Regions from separate parts of the Mus musculus genome. Here region 1 is linked to region 2. Evidence: chromatin contacts called from public HiChIP or PLAC-seq data. All regions are on one chromosome and are shown on one strand. Each heading gives the region's core, a stretch centred on a gene start, on an enhancer-like site or on the middle of the called end of the contact. The rest is flanking DNA. Distances are from core to core; before and after follow the strand shown. Region 1 overlaps Gm39538 (a long non-coding RNA gene). Region 2 overlaps Cldn2 (claudin 2).

What was found. HiChIP or PLAC-seq counts read pairs in DNA pulled down with a chosen protein or histone mark.
Region 1: a contact with region 2 is called in a FOXA1 HiChIP or PLAC-seq map of pancreatic cancer cells. The contact joins two enhancer-like sites.

The regions. Positions count from the first base shown.
Region 1 is chrX:140,517,952-140,524,153 of GRCm38.p6, forward strand. Gm39538 (a long non-coding RNA gene) reads right to left here. Exons shown (of 3, transcript XR_003953088.1): 3 at 3,614-4,815. Among named protein-coding and RNA genes, the nearest start is that of Gm39538, 13 kb to the right of the region's middle. Within about 2 kb of position 2,945, at least 317 of the 459 cell types and tissues checked have an H3K27ac peak or open chromatin away from gene starts, as enhancers often do. A contact at or near this core is called in pancreatic cancer cells, where this site is marked.
Region 2 is chrX:139,809,516-139,815,478 of GRCm38.p6, forward strand. It overlaps Cldn2 (claudin 2), which reads left to right. Exons shown (of 2, transcript NM_016675.4): 2 at 1-1,871. Among named protein-coding and RNA genes, the nearest start is that of Cldn2, 12 kb to the left of the region's middle. Within about 2 kb of position 3,521, at least 42 of the 459 cell types and tissues checked have an H3K27ac peak or open chromatin away from gene starts, as enhancers often do. A contact at or near this core is called in pancreatic cancer cells, where this site is marked.

The DNA.
Region 1 (6,202 bases), core at 1,695-4,194, 710 kb after region 2:
ATCCAGAAAACTTCTGTCTTGGGCTCAGCATTCCTCTTTTATGCCATTTAACCTTCACCCTCACATAAACTCTACATTCACCCTAGTCTCACCTGTTTCCTAATACTCAGCCACACACAGCATCAATCAGTGATGCAATGGAAATTCTCCCAACCTACTTAAGTCCTAGGCTTTCACTGGTTCCTACATAGACCAGCCATCCACCTGCCAACCCTCACAAGTGGGCTTCTTAAGTGTTCTCTTTAGATCATTTGTCTCTAAGGGAGATAGTTAACACATGCAGATGGTGAGCCCGGCAATTGAACCTCTAAAATAGGAATCTGGGGAACAGGAAGGCATGGCATTTACATGTTTCAGAGGCTCTGTGGGTAATGCAGGATCTGTTCTGGTCCATTAAGGGCGCTTGTGGTTCCGACACCCCAGCACACAGGTCCTGCTGGCTACTAGTGGACAGAGAATTTGTCCTGAAATACTCCCTCAACACAGGCATCTTTCCCTCTTGCTCATCTTTCTGTCAGGAAATGCACCCCTGCCCAGCCACTAATCAGATTACCCTCTTACACAACTTTCCGCCCCTCCTTCCTCGCCCATTAAATTTCCATAGGACAATCAGTTCTCAACTGCTCTTTCCTCTGTGTTCCAGGGCATTTCTCACAGTCTGTCTCATTTAGGAATTGCTTGTTTATATATGAGTGCTTAAGATGCTTTAGAATTCTGGGAAGACTAAAGCTGTCGTCGTCGGACTGGCAGCATCTAGGACAGAACCAGGCCCGCTGTAGGTAGCCAGTAGATATTGAGTGAATTGAATCGGTCGGGAAGCCAGCATGATGTGGGAACAGTGTAAACCACAGAACGATGCTCTTGACCTTCAGAGTCTCTAGCAGGACCGAGTATGTCCTCCTAAACTTGCCTGACACCACAGCTTTATAGGACCAGAGAGATGGGGACACAAAGACCTGCTATAACCAAGCAGGAATTGTGAGTGTGGCCCAGTTCATTATTCACCACTTTACTCAGTACATCATTGCATTCGTTTTCTATACTAGGCACTACATGAGGCACCAAAGGTAAATGGGTGACCCCTACCTGCACTCCCCGCTCATGGAAAGCAGAGGCAGGGGAATCACAAGTTTCCAGCCAATTTTGGCTAGACAGTGGATTTGAGGCCAGCCTGGATTACATGAAGCCTTTCCAGAGCCAGACCTGCTCTTACCCCTGCACCCTGACAAAACCCAGGAACAGAACCTACCTGACTCGTGTTACTCACCCTGACGCAGCTTCCGGGTTAGCAAGAAGCAGATACTAAATGATTACAGTTACAACTCGTGCTCTGAACGAGGGGCAATGTCCGGTAAAAGTGGATATTAACAAGCGGGCTTTGCTTGGGGCGCCAGAGCGGAGCTACAAGAAGGCTTTCCTCAAGGATCTAAGGAAGTGACTTAGAGATGAGACCACAGGCCTGACCATTCAGGCAGAGCTGAAGAAGCACCAGAGCCTTTGTGGAAAACCTTCAGGGAGACTGTGGTGGCTGAGTGTGCACTGGATCATTCTAGAAGATACGAAGAGACCAAAGCATCTTTTACATTTGGGTTGAGAACGACTGTGACCCAAGGTGCTTTCAAGGCCACATAGGCATCCCTTACTTTCCTGACCGCACCGGAGTAGGAGGCAGGAGGTAACAGTAGGCAGCCAGCTAGAGGCCTGACTCCATAAGACTTTGTAGACCAGGCTGGGGATTTGTTTTTTGTTTTTTGTTTTTGTTTTTGTTTTTGTTTTTTTCAAATTGCGGAATGGGAGAGTTTTAAATTGGGAGTTCAGTGGTTCAGTGTAGCTTGGCTGCTGTGTTGGTTGATCCTGGATTGACAGGAATCAAGAATGGAAGCAGACAGATATGTGAAGAGGTTAGGATGGTGACCTACACTACGTTGGTGGCTAGTGAAACTGGACTGTGGGTTCGGCCCACACACTTTGCAGATGAGGAAAATGAGGCCCAGAAATAGGGAGTGGCTTGCCCAAGATCATCTCACTTCTGGTCTAGTCTCCCATTAAGAGAAAAGCTAGCAGAGAACTAAGGGGAAAAAAAGCGAAGTGGATTGTGGTAGGATGAATTCACTAGGGCACGTTGGGAAATGTGGAGTTCTGGAAGCAGAGATGCCCAGATAGGGAAGGAAAAGAGACTTTGAAGAACATATACCAATGTTCTTCAAAGTGCTTTGTCCTTCCACAGGGTAGGGGTGCAGTAAAGCCAGCCAGCACCAGCCCTGAGTTACATCCCAACCCTGTTTAGTCTGGCGGTTGCTCAGACAGGAGCTGCGTTCTTAAGGGCGGGCCAGTTCCTTCCTGCCTGGGGAGTCTAACGAAGTGCTGAGCTGGGCAGAACTCCCAGTGCTCCCTGGGTCCCAAAGCAAGCAAACAGAAACCTCATGCAGGGCCACGTGAGGTCAGGTGGGGCGGGGCACGGAAGCCTGAGCTGTGAACGGATTGGCTACTGTTTGACACACCACTTTGAGAGCCCGCCGGCCATGGGAGGCTCAGCCTCCTTGCGGCTTCTGGCCGGCCCCTCCCTTGCTTGTCTTTGTAGGATAGGGGTGGGGGTGGGAGGATCGCCTCATAACTTCCCACCACAAGTTTCTTCGCTTCTCCAGCCACCCCTGGTCTTAAAAAAAAAATAGTAGAAATGTGACTGATTACCACTCACTGAGTAAACACCGCTAGCAGCCCAAGGAAGATGAACACTGCGCCTCTCCTGATGCAAGGGGGGGGGGGGAGTGTTATTCAGGGGAAGACCGGGCTGCAGAGAAATTAGGGGGAAAAGTCACCAAAGGGGTTTCCACCAAGGTTTAGATCTTAAGAATATTTCTCTCACGAGGCTTGGACGCTTTGCCCTCAAGTGGGCATTACTACCAACTTACAGGATGCCAGCCAAACTGGCCTCTCCCCAACCTAGACTCCACCTCTCCGGGCCTGGCCGCACTGCCTTGCCCATCTGCCTTTCCAGAACAGCTGCTTGCTGGGGAGGAGAAACGAGGTGCACTGCAGATGGCGAGGAATCTTTCTTACCGTTCTCCATTTAAAAATTGTGAAGTCGATGCTTTCTGAAGTCACTTTTAGGTGTGGCATGCTAATAGTCTATGCAACCAAGATCAGGCTAAAAACTTTAGGGTTTTTTGTTTGTTTGTTTTTGTTTTTGTTTTTTGTCTGGGGGCGAGGATTGTCCTGGTGGAGAATCAAACTCAGGGCCTTGGACACCTAGACTTCTCTATTCCACATCTTACTTTTAAAAAATTTTTTTTCTGTTTGTTGTTTGTTTGTTTTGAGACAGGGGTTCTCTGTGTAGCTCTGGCTGTCCTGAATGGCACTCATTATGTAGACCAGGCTGGCCTCGAACTCACAGACATCCACCTTCCTCTGTTTCCGAAGTACTGGGAAGAGCACCATCACCGCTGGACTTTAAAACCCTTTTTGGAGGAGGAGGTAGGGAAGTACACACCTTCAATTCCAGCACTCAGGAGGCAGAGGCAAGTAGATCTCTGTGAGTTCAAGGTCAGCCTGGCCTACAGAGCAAGTCCAAGACAGCCACAGCTACACAGAGAAACCGTGTCTCAAAAAAAAAAAAAACAAATTAAAAAAATTTATTTTAGGAGTTCACATATTCTCCACAACAGCTATTGTAACATAGTATTGCTGATGCACCCCCAAGAACTTATTTTGTTGAGACAGAGTCTCACTTCATAGAGCAGACTGGTCTGTAAGTATGTGGTTCAGGGAAGGCCTACAGTGCACTCCTTACAATCCCTCTACCTCCCAAGTACTGGAATGGCAGAGATGAGAACCCGTATCAATACAGTAAAGATGAGTGAACTGTTGAGTCATTTACCCATGAACGCGTAACTTACCAAATATAGAACTAGGGCCTGGACTCAGTTCTAATTCTGCACATCCTACAGTTATAATTTGTTCCCTGAGTAGTGTCTTTAGAAATTTTATACCATCCACATTAGTCTTATACTGTGACAAGTTAGTCCTGTCTAACAGAGAAAATGACCCCCTTGTCTGTCTGTTTCACACTTTGGAGTGCTGGAGTTTCATATTACTGGAAGCAGGTGGACACATCAATGCCATGAGGCGAATTGTCATGAGAAGGCTTCTTTCAAAGCTCTCCTGGTGGTGGCCGGGTGATCTGCTGCCAGGCTGCTGGGGCGGGGGCAGGGCACATGTGGGCAAACTGAGAGAAGCAGGGACAGCTGGGAAGTTGGCTGAAAGGAGCCCTGTGATGTGTCCTTAGGTTCTTCGGTGCCTGTCAGATCTTGGATGGGTTCTTGGTCCTCCTCTCGAAAGATATTAACGAGGGCAGGGGAGCCCAGTGAATATTTAATAGACAAGTATAAAACATTTCACAGACTCTGTCTACATAAAGTTCTTTTGAAGGTCCACACAAAGCCACAAGGGCCTCTTGGAACTCTCAATCCGAGGAAATGATTAACTATCCTCATTTCTGCAGAACGATGCAATCTGTTTATGAAATGTCTAAATTAATGGGGAGGATCCAGTGCAGTTGGGGGTTTTCCACCATCATCCAGCCGAGGCTCCTGGTCAGGGAAATTTGAGCCTGGGGCTCACTTGGCTTCCTCACCACTTCCTGCTCCCAAGCCTCCTCCAACAGTGTGCCTTTAATAAGTCCAGGTTGTTTCCAGTTCGCAGCGTTAGTTAACCCTTTGAAGTCTGGGTAGGCATATCACGGTTCAAACTCGCAAACCATTTAATATACATCAAAGATTGGCCAGCAGCGCAAGTGTCCCTATGTAGATGTTTTCACTGTAGGGATCAAATGAGATAATATGTGTGTGAAAGCGCTGTGTAATCCTTGAAGCACAGTAAACGACTTTATTATATTCCTCAATAGAATGGCATATTATTTATAAGATGGATGCCCAATCTTATGAGGGCCCTTTGAACAAACCAAATTGGCACTTGTTGAATGTGGAATAGCAGTAAATTTCCCTCCTCCCCTTCTACTCTCCCTCTCCCCTCCTTCTCTCCATATTTCTCAAAGCAATGGACTTGGAATTCGTTGCTTTCTGCTTGAGTGTGAGCCTTGCTCACTTCAGCTCACTACAATCTGCCTTTTCTTTCTTTTTCCCCAACAAGGACTGTAAAAGACACAACATGAAAAAGTATTTCTAGAAATGTAGGAACTTGGTTTTGTCCCTGGCTCCTGAGAAATGCTTGCTGTGTGTGCTCAAGGGGGCAAGCTGGGCTGTGTACACACAGGCTCGGAGACCAGCTGTAAAGACAAGGCGGCCTCAGACACAGAGATGTTCTGAGAAAACCTCTTCTCCAAATCTGAGGTGATTCTCCTAAGGCGCTGGGGGATAAGGAAATCAGTCTGATCATTTGGAGGGGAATTTGACAAATATCTCACAAAATCATCTATGCATGCATCTTTTGACTCAGCAATTCCATTTCTAGGAACCTGCCTCCAATAGTCTAAAAATGCATATGTACAAAGGTACTCATTGCATTGCTGCTAATGATTGCAAAAGGTCCTGGGTTCCATTCCCCCTACTATACAAAATTTAGGAACTGCATGAATGTCTACAGATAAAACAGTTATTACTGCAACAACAACAGTGTGCCCACATTGGAGTATTATGCAGCTGTGAAAATAATGCAGATACTCCCTATGAACCAATAGACTGATTCTAGGCTTGTTCCTTAAATATTTAAAAATTTTGAGATAGGTTCTTGCTAGATAGCCCAAGTTGCCTGAAACTTATAATCTTCCTGCCTCAGCCTCTCAAGTGCTTGGATTATACATGTGAAAAAAGAAATATATATATTGAGACAGGGTTTCTCTGTGTTGTCCTGGCTGTCCTGGAACTTTGTAGATCAGAACAGCCTTGAACTCACAGAGATCTGCCTGCCTCTGCCTCCTGAGTGCTGGGATTAAAGAACGTGTACCACCACTACCTGGCAGGTATATTGTTAATAAAATCACAAGTGTGGGAGTGGGGTGTAGCTCAGTGGTAGGGTCCTTGTCCAGCATATGTGTGAGACCTTGGATTCTATCCCTAACATCACAAACAAAGACAAATATAAAAATATGTCTATGTTACATTCCTTTTTGCTTAAGGACAAGAAGTTTTTAAAAGATATATGTATAGATACAGAAGGAAACAGAAGAATAAACCAGAAACTAATG
Region 2 (5,963 bases), core at 2,271-4,770:
ATGTGTAAGGTGCTGCTGAGGGTAGAATGACTTTGGCCATTGGATGGAGTGAAGGCAGAGATGAGAAGAGGGGTGTCAGCATGTAGATGGCATTGCCAAGGACGCTTGCCAAGCTAGCTTTTCTATTTCCCTCACCTGACCTCACTAAAGTACCTCCTGTGCTTTGAATGCTCAACCCAAAAGCCCAAATCCCATCTCTGCCACTTTAGGCTATGCCCAGAGGCTCTCTTCTGCCCTTTGGTTTACTTGGAGATCTGTCCCCAAACCAATCATATCCTGTTGACTAATCACCTGTGATCAAAAGACCCTCTCCCTCTGGCTGAGGTTGGCTCTTAACTCAATTACTAAGGGACAGAGAGAAGAAAGAGTGGTGGCTTCTGTGAGGACATTTCTAGCTCCCTTCTCAAATCTCCAGCCAAAGAAATGGATTAGTCAGTAATGGGCCCTGAAGCTTCTCTTCCAGTTTTGCTATGAATGCAGTATGTCCAGACTGCATTGTGAATGAACTGAAGGAAAGCTATCTCATGGCATCCAGCAGAATACAGCTGGGTGCAGGATGGGAGGCAACCTGGGATCTAAAGAAACAAAACAAACAGCAAAACCCGACAGAATCCCTTCTCAGGCCATCTCCTATAATTCCCGTACATTTGTGGGTCAGGGATGGAAGCACTGCTAAGGAAAGCACAAGAAGCCAAGGGAAAGCACATGGCTGCTGCCCTCTGACTCCACAGAGGAATTGCCCAGAAGCCAAGGTGAACACGGACCACTGAAAGCTCTGCCTCCCACTGGGGTGTCTGACCCAGCTTCCTGCTAAACCACAAGACTTGGAGCCCTAGACAAGGGTTTCCTTAAGGACAATAAACCAGTTTTTCTAGAACTGCCCTTTGACATGCGAGTTGCAGAAGGCTTAAAAAAAATACTACCCTTTAGCCCTGACCGAGAAAGAATAAGGGCTTGGGTATCAAAGAACCGGACAGAGATGTGTGGTAGCTGTTATGTGTGCTCCTACTGTTTCAGAGAGGCAGCCCTACCAGATACTTTAGACTTGATGGAAGACCAACCCATCAGGGTCTATGTCTCAGCACTACAGAGCCTCTGAAAGACCACAGCACCAGAGAGGTCCTTTGTCACTTTTCACACTTGAGTCATCGCCCATCAGAAGATACTCTCACAGGTATGCAAAGTCTCCAGTGTGGAACATCTGTGACCAAGGTGTTGTGTTCATGACCTGAGCAATTGGTGAACTTCTGCCTGGGATTGTGCTTGAGGTGGGAGAACGGAGACTGGTTCCCTGTCCAACAGTTTTATTTCCACGGTCTTAAAATGCTCCATTTCTTCTGTGGTAGATGGGGGTCATAAACCAGAGACATTTCCCCACCACCACCAGCTTAATATCACCAGCTTCAGAAGATCCCCAGCGCACCTCATCAAAACTTCAGCACCGGCAAGAGAGGCCCATATGTGAGGTTTCCCTTAACATGCCTTTCCTATTTCCACCATATTACTTGTGTTCAAGCTGATATGCTGACCTGGAAGCCATTTCCTTTTAACTAAGTCATCCCCATGCTTGGAGAACTTGCTCATTGAGCCTTCTCTGACCACTCCTTCCTGTTCTTTCCTTTCCCTCCTCCAACTCCCAATATATAAATTGCCTAATCCTCATCATTCATAATTTTGATTGATAGTTTATAGTTCTTGTATGTGCATTTGTGTGTGACTCTATCCGTCTGTCTGTCTGTGTGATCTCAAAAGTTCACTGTAAGTACTTGGAGGGCAATTGCTATATCTTAGACCTGTCCATATGTATACCCAAGACTGTAACAGTGCTGGGCACACACAAGGTGATCAATAAACGGATGTTGATTGAGTAATTGTTGTATTGATTAAAAGACAACTAAGACAAGGCACATGTAAAAGAAAGAAAGGAATTGGGTTAAGAAAGGCAGTGAGAACCTGTACACAAGGGGGAGTAGAAAATTCCAGGGTTTGTGAATATGATCAGCAATCATGACAACACCCCTCACAAAAGAAATGAAGGGGTTTTGTTTTTGTTTTTGTCTTTTGTTGTTGTTGCTGTTTTGTTTTTTTCCAAACATGGTTTCTCTGTATAACAGAGCCTTGGCTGTCCTGGACTCACTGTGACCTAGAACTCGCAAAGATCTGCCTGCCTCTGACTCCTGAGTGCTGCACCCAAGGCATATACCAGCATGCCTGGCAGAAATGAAGTTCTTTACCTTGCTCATTCTTATTTCAGAAAAATAATTTTATTTGAATTTTACGTCACTGAGGTTATGATCCTATATTTGATCCTATATTTGACATATACAAAAACTAAGATTCCCACAAGTTAAGGTTTTCCCAGGGTTACACAGCTGGAGTTAATGCCTTCATCTCTTGACTATGAAACTAGGTTTTGCTGATCCGACAATATTCACAGTCGGTAAGAACAGCATTCCAAAAGTTCCCCGGCAGTCTAAAAATTTTTACTTAGGGCCAGCAGCATACCAATGTGACATATGGGCTCCCCTGGTCACCCAAGAAGGTGATCTGGGAAAGTGGGGATTCATCAAACATGACTACTGCCCACTCCTCCCGTGCTAGCTGTCTGTCGGGGGGGGGGGGTGCCAGGGTGTCATCTAAGATCGAACACCTTAGTTCTAAGCCCTCTAACTCTGCAGGAGTTTGAGACAACACACCAGTGATTTGACTTCAAAAGGAAATAACAAAACCTAGTAATAAGGGTATTAAAAAAAAAAAACTAACAATAGTGGGGTCCAATGAGATTCAGCTGAGCCAGCCGTTGTACTTAGGGAGCAGCAGCCAGCCCATAGGAGCTGGTTATTACAAACACTGGCCTTGCACTTCTGAAGTGGGCCTTCTCTGGTGCAAAGGATTGAAGACAGTATCCAAGTTCATTTAGAGGGAAGAGCAGGGGAGGAGAAGGGCCCACAATACATAGGAAGAAGTCATCTCTTATCTGGTACCAGATTTCCCCAGTGCCTAATTGGGGATAACCAGAGGCTAAAAGCCAGGTTTGCTTTGATAACTACACCTTGGTGACTCCTGAGTATGGCTCTGATTGCCCACAGTCTGTCGGCCAAATTGGTTTTCCACAAGAGATGAAATGGAGGACTAAGGAAGTGGATAACATCTCTAAGGTTACAGTCTGTCAGAATCTGGGTTATAAATGTGGAAACCACGGTAACATGGCTCTGCAATTTGAACTTCAGAAGGTATGTGGTGACCCGTGGCTCTTCCAACTTGAGAAACCCAGTCCTCACCCCACCCCATCTGCCACAGAGTAGAAGAGCTTATGAAGGAAGTGAGCCTCATGCCTGTAGGAACCACCAGGATAGCCTCAGCCTAAAACAAAGGGCAAAAAACAGGATCCCTTTGATTGGTTGAGCAAGGAAATCTTTGCTCTGAAAGGTTTCCTAGAAGTTTCCTGAGTCCTGGTCCAAACTGAACAGTTCCCAGCTCCCTCATTGCATTTCCATCATAAAGTAATTTAGATTAACTGTAGACTGAAGGCAGAGGAAAAGCCATTATGTTAATGCCCCTCGCCTCATGCCTCTGACCCTTGCACAAAGAGATGTTTCTGGCCTCTTTGTTTCCTGTGATACTAGTGTGACTCATGTTTTCCCATCTTGGGGCCCTAGTGACCCATTATTGTGTGATCATTAATGGAGGTGGGAAGGCTGAAACTGCCTTCTCAGTGGAAAGGCAAACCCCAACCTTCAGTCAAACAGCCCCCCCAACTGACCAGCCTTTTGAGCCAGCCAGTCGGCAGGCCAAATCACACTGCTTGAGCTCTTTTTTTTTCTTCTTCAATTAGATATTTTCTTTATTTACATTTCAGATGTTATCCCCTTTCCTGGTTTCCCCTCCAAAACCCCCAAGATGTGCCAAGTAAGGACTGTGGGGCTGAATGGAGTGTCTGTGCTGGAGGAAGTTGACAGCTAAGGTGGAAAGAAAAGTCGGGTGTGTGTAACCACAGCACAAAGCAGAACACAGACTGCCGCTCAAGGGACGGAGGGGTCCCTAAAGGTGTCTGGGGGCAAACATTTATGTAAATCCCTTTAAACGCCAACCCCTTTGAAAAAAGGATCCAACACGGTTTGAGCTTGGGAAGGATGGAGGAGGAAGATGGAAACAACAACCCTGTTTCTTACAGCTAAGGGTATCCAGGAGCTCAAGGATGGGACAAAGAGCCTTTTTAAGGGGAGAATGGAGCCTGACTGTATTGATAAGCCATTATCCTTCAGAGCCGTTCTCACCAGACCTCTGCCAGGCTCCAAAAGAGGGAGTGACCCAAGAGTGAGCTCCGTCTTCCCTTCCACATCTCCTTCCTTTAGGTAGTTCTTCAGAAATTTCTGGGGCAGAAGAAGCAGAGCTAATCTAGGTATCCTGGGACCTTTTGGCTCTGGACTAGAGTGTAGACAGAACTGTGTGAGGAGCGAGTGTTAGGGGAGCTCAGGAGGCTTCACAGTGAGGGTCAACTGCTCCTTCTCTGGTCAGTGAACACAGGATCTCTTCATGCCTGCAGCTTCCTGCTCTGGGGCCACAGAGGCCACAGACTATGAAGCGTGTATCTTCCTCCTCAGCTTGGCTGAAGCCTGGCCCATTTTTTTAGCCTGGGTTCCCTGGCCAAGCGGCTCCATGGGCTTTGGTGAGAAATGTTGTTATCTCAAGAAGGAAAAGAACTTCAAACAGGAAGTCCCGCAGGTTATCTCTCTCTTCTTCCCCTATGTGGTTGATCATTGAATGTTGTGGTGTGATAACTGATAAAAGATTAGCAGGTGGTTAGCTACAGAGACTATGATCTGACCACGCCCTCTCTTAACCGAAGCTGACCGCACTTCTGGGAACCGTAACTCTCACTCAGAGTTTTCTGTCCCAAGAGTCCATGCTCTAGAAGACAAGCAGCACTTGACAAAGCAGGAAACACCATGTGAAGGTGCATCTTGGCCCTTGTGAGGTGTTGCTGCTTTGTCATCCTTGAAGTTTTGTCTCTTTGGGATGACCCTCTAACCGCCTCAGGAGACCCCCAGGAGGTCTTTGGAGACCTTTGCAAACACTCATGATCTTGTAGAGAGATAACCCTGAGAATACTTGTATCCTTTTACCAGCATAGGTAGCAAGATGGCACACTAAATGGCAAATGAGTGGTGTGTCAGGCACACCATCTTTGCACACTTATCACTCTGAAATCTTTGAAAAAAGTTCAGTGAGAGATGCTGGAGGCCAAGGCAAAGGGCAGTGCTCTAAAAGTGTCGCTTCTCCGCCTGAGTTTGCTCTGGGAATTACCCGGTGGGGTAGGAGAGGAGGGAGGAGCAGCTTCCACAAAGCACTATCTGATGATGCTGGGAATGTCCTAATCCCTTGGTTTAAAGGTCCCCCGAAGACTTTGACTTAAAAAACCAAGTCCATTTTCTGGAAAGAGAAACATATTCAGTCACAGATCAGCCACTGACGACAGAAACTGCACTAAATTTTCTATTCAGGCCTTAATGGAGCCAGAAGAATCCAATTTTCAAAAAAAAAAAAAATAACAAAACTACAGCAGTCATTGGGAAGCCACTGCGGAGCAGGAGCTTTTATTTGGAATAACACACACATATCCTGAAATATGTAGATGATTCAGCAGCTTCAAAGACGAGGACAGCAGAGAAATCAGAAAAAGGCAGATAGGGTAGGCAAGGGAGTGCTACCATCCCGTTGGCAATTCCAGGACATCTCGTGGGGTTAATTTTACTCTTCTCTGTGTAATAATAAACTAGTATGTTCTCAAGTGTCACTTTTTCACTCCCTGAGACTTGCCCAACTCAGCATTGTCTGGGAAGGGGGGGGGGTGTGGTTCAAAGAAGCCAGAGAGAACACTTCAGGCAAGGGGGCAGCCAGTCCAAGACCTCCCGGAGTGTAGGAATAGGATCCCAACAACTGTTTTGATATCAGGAAAGCTG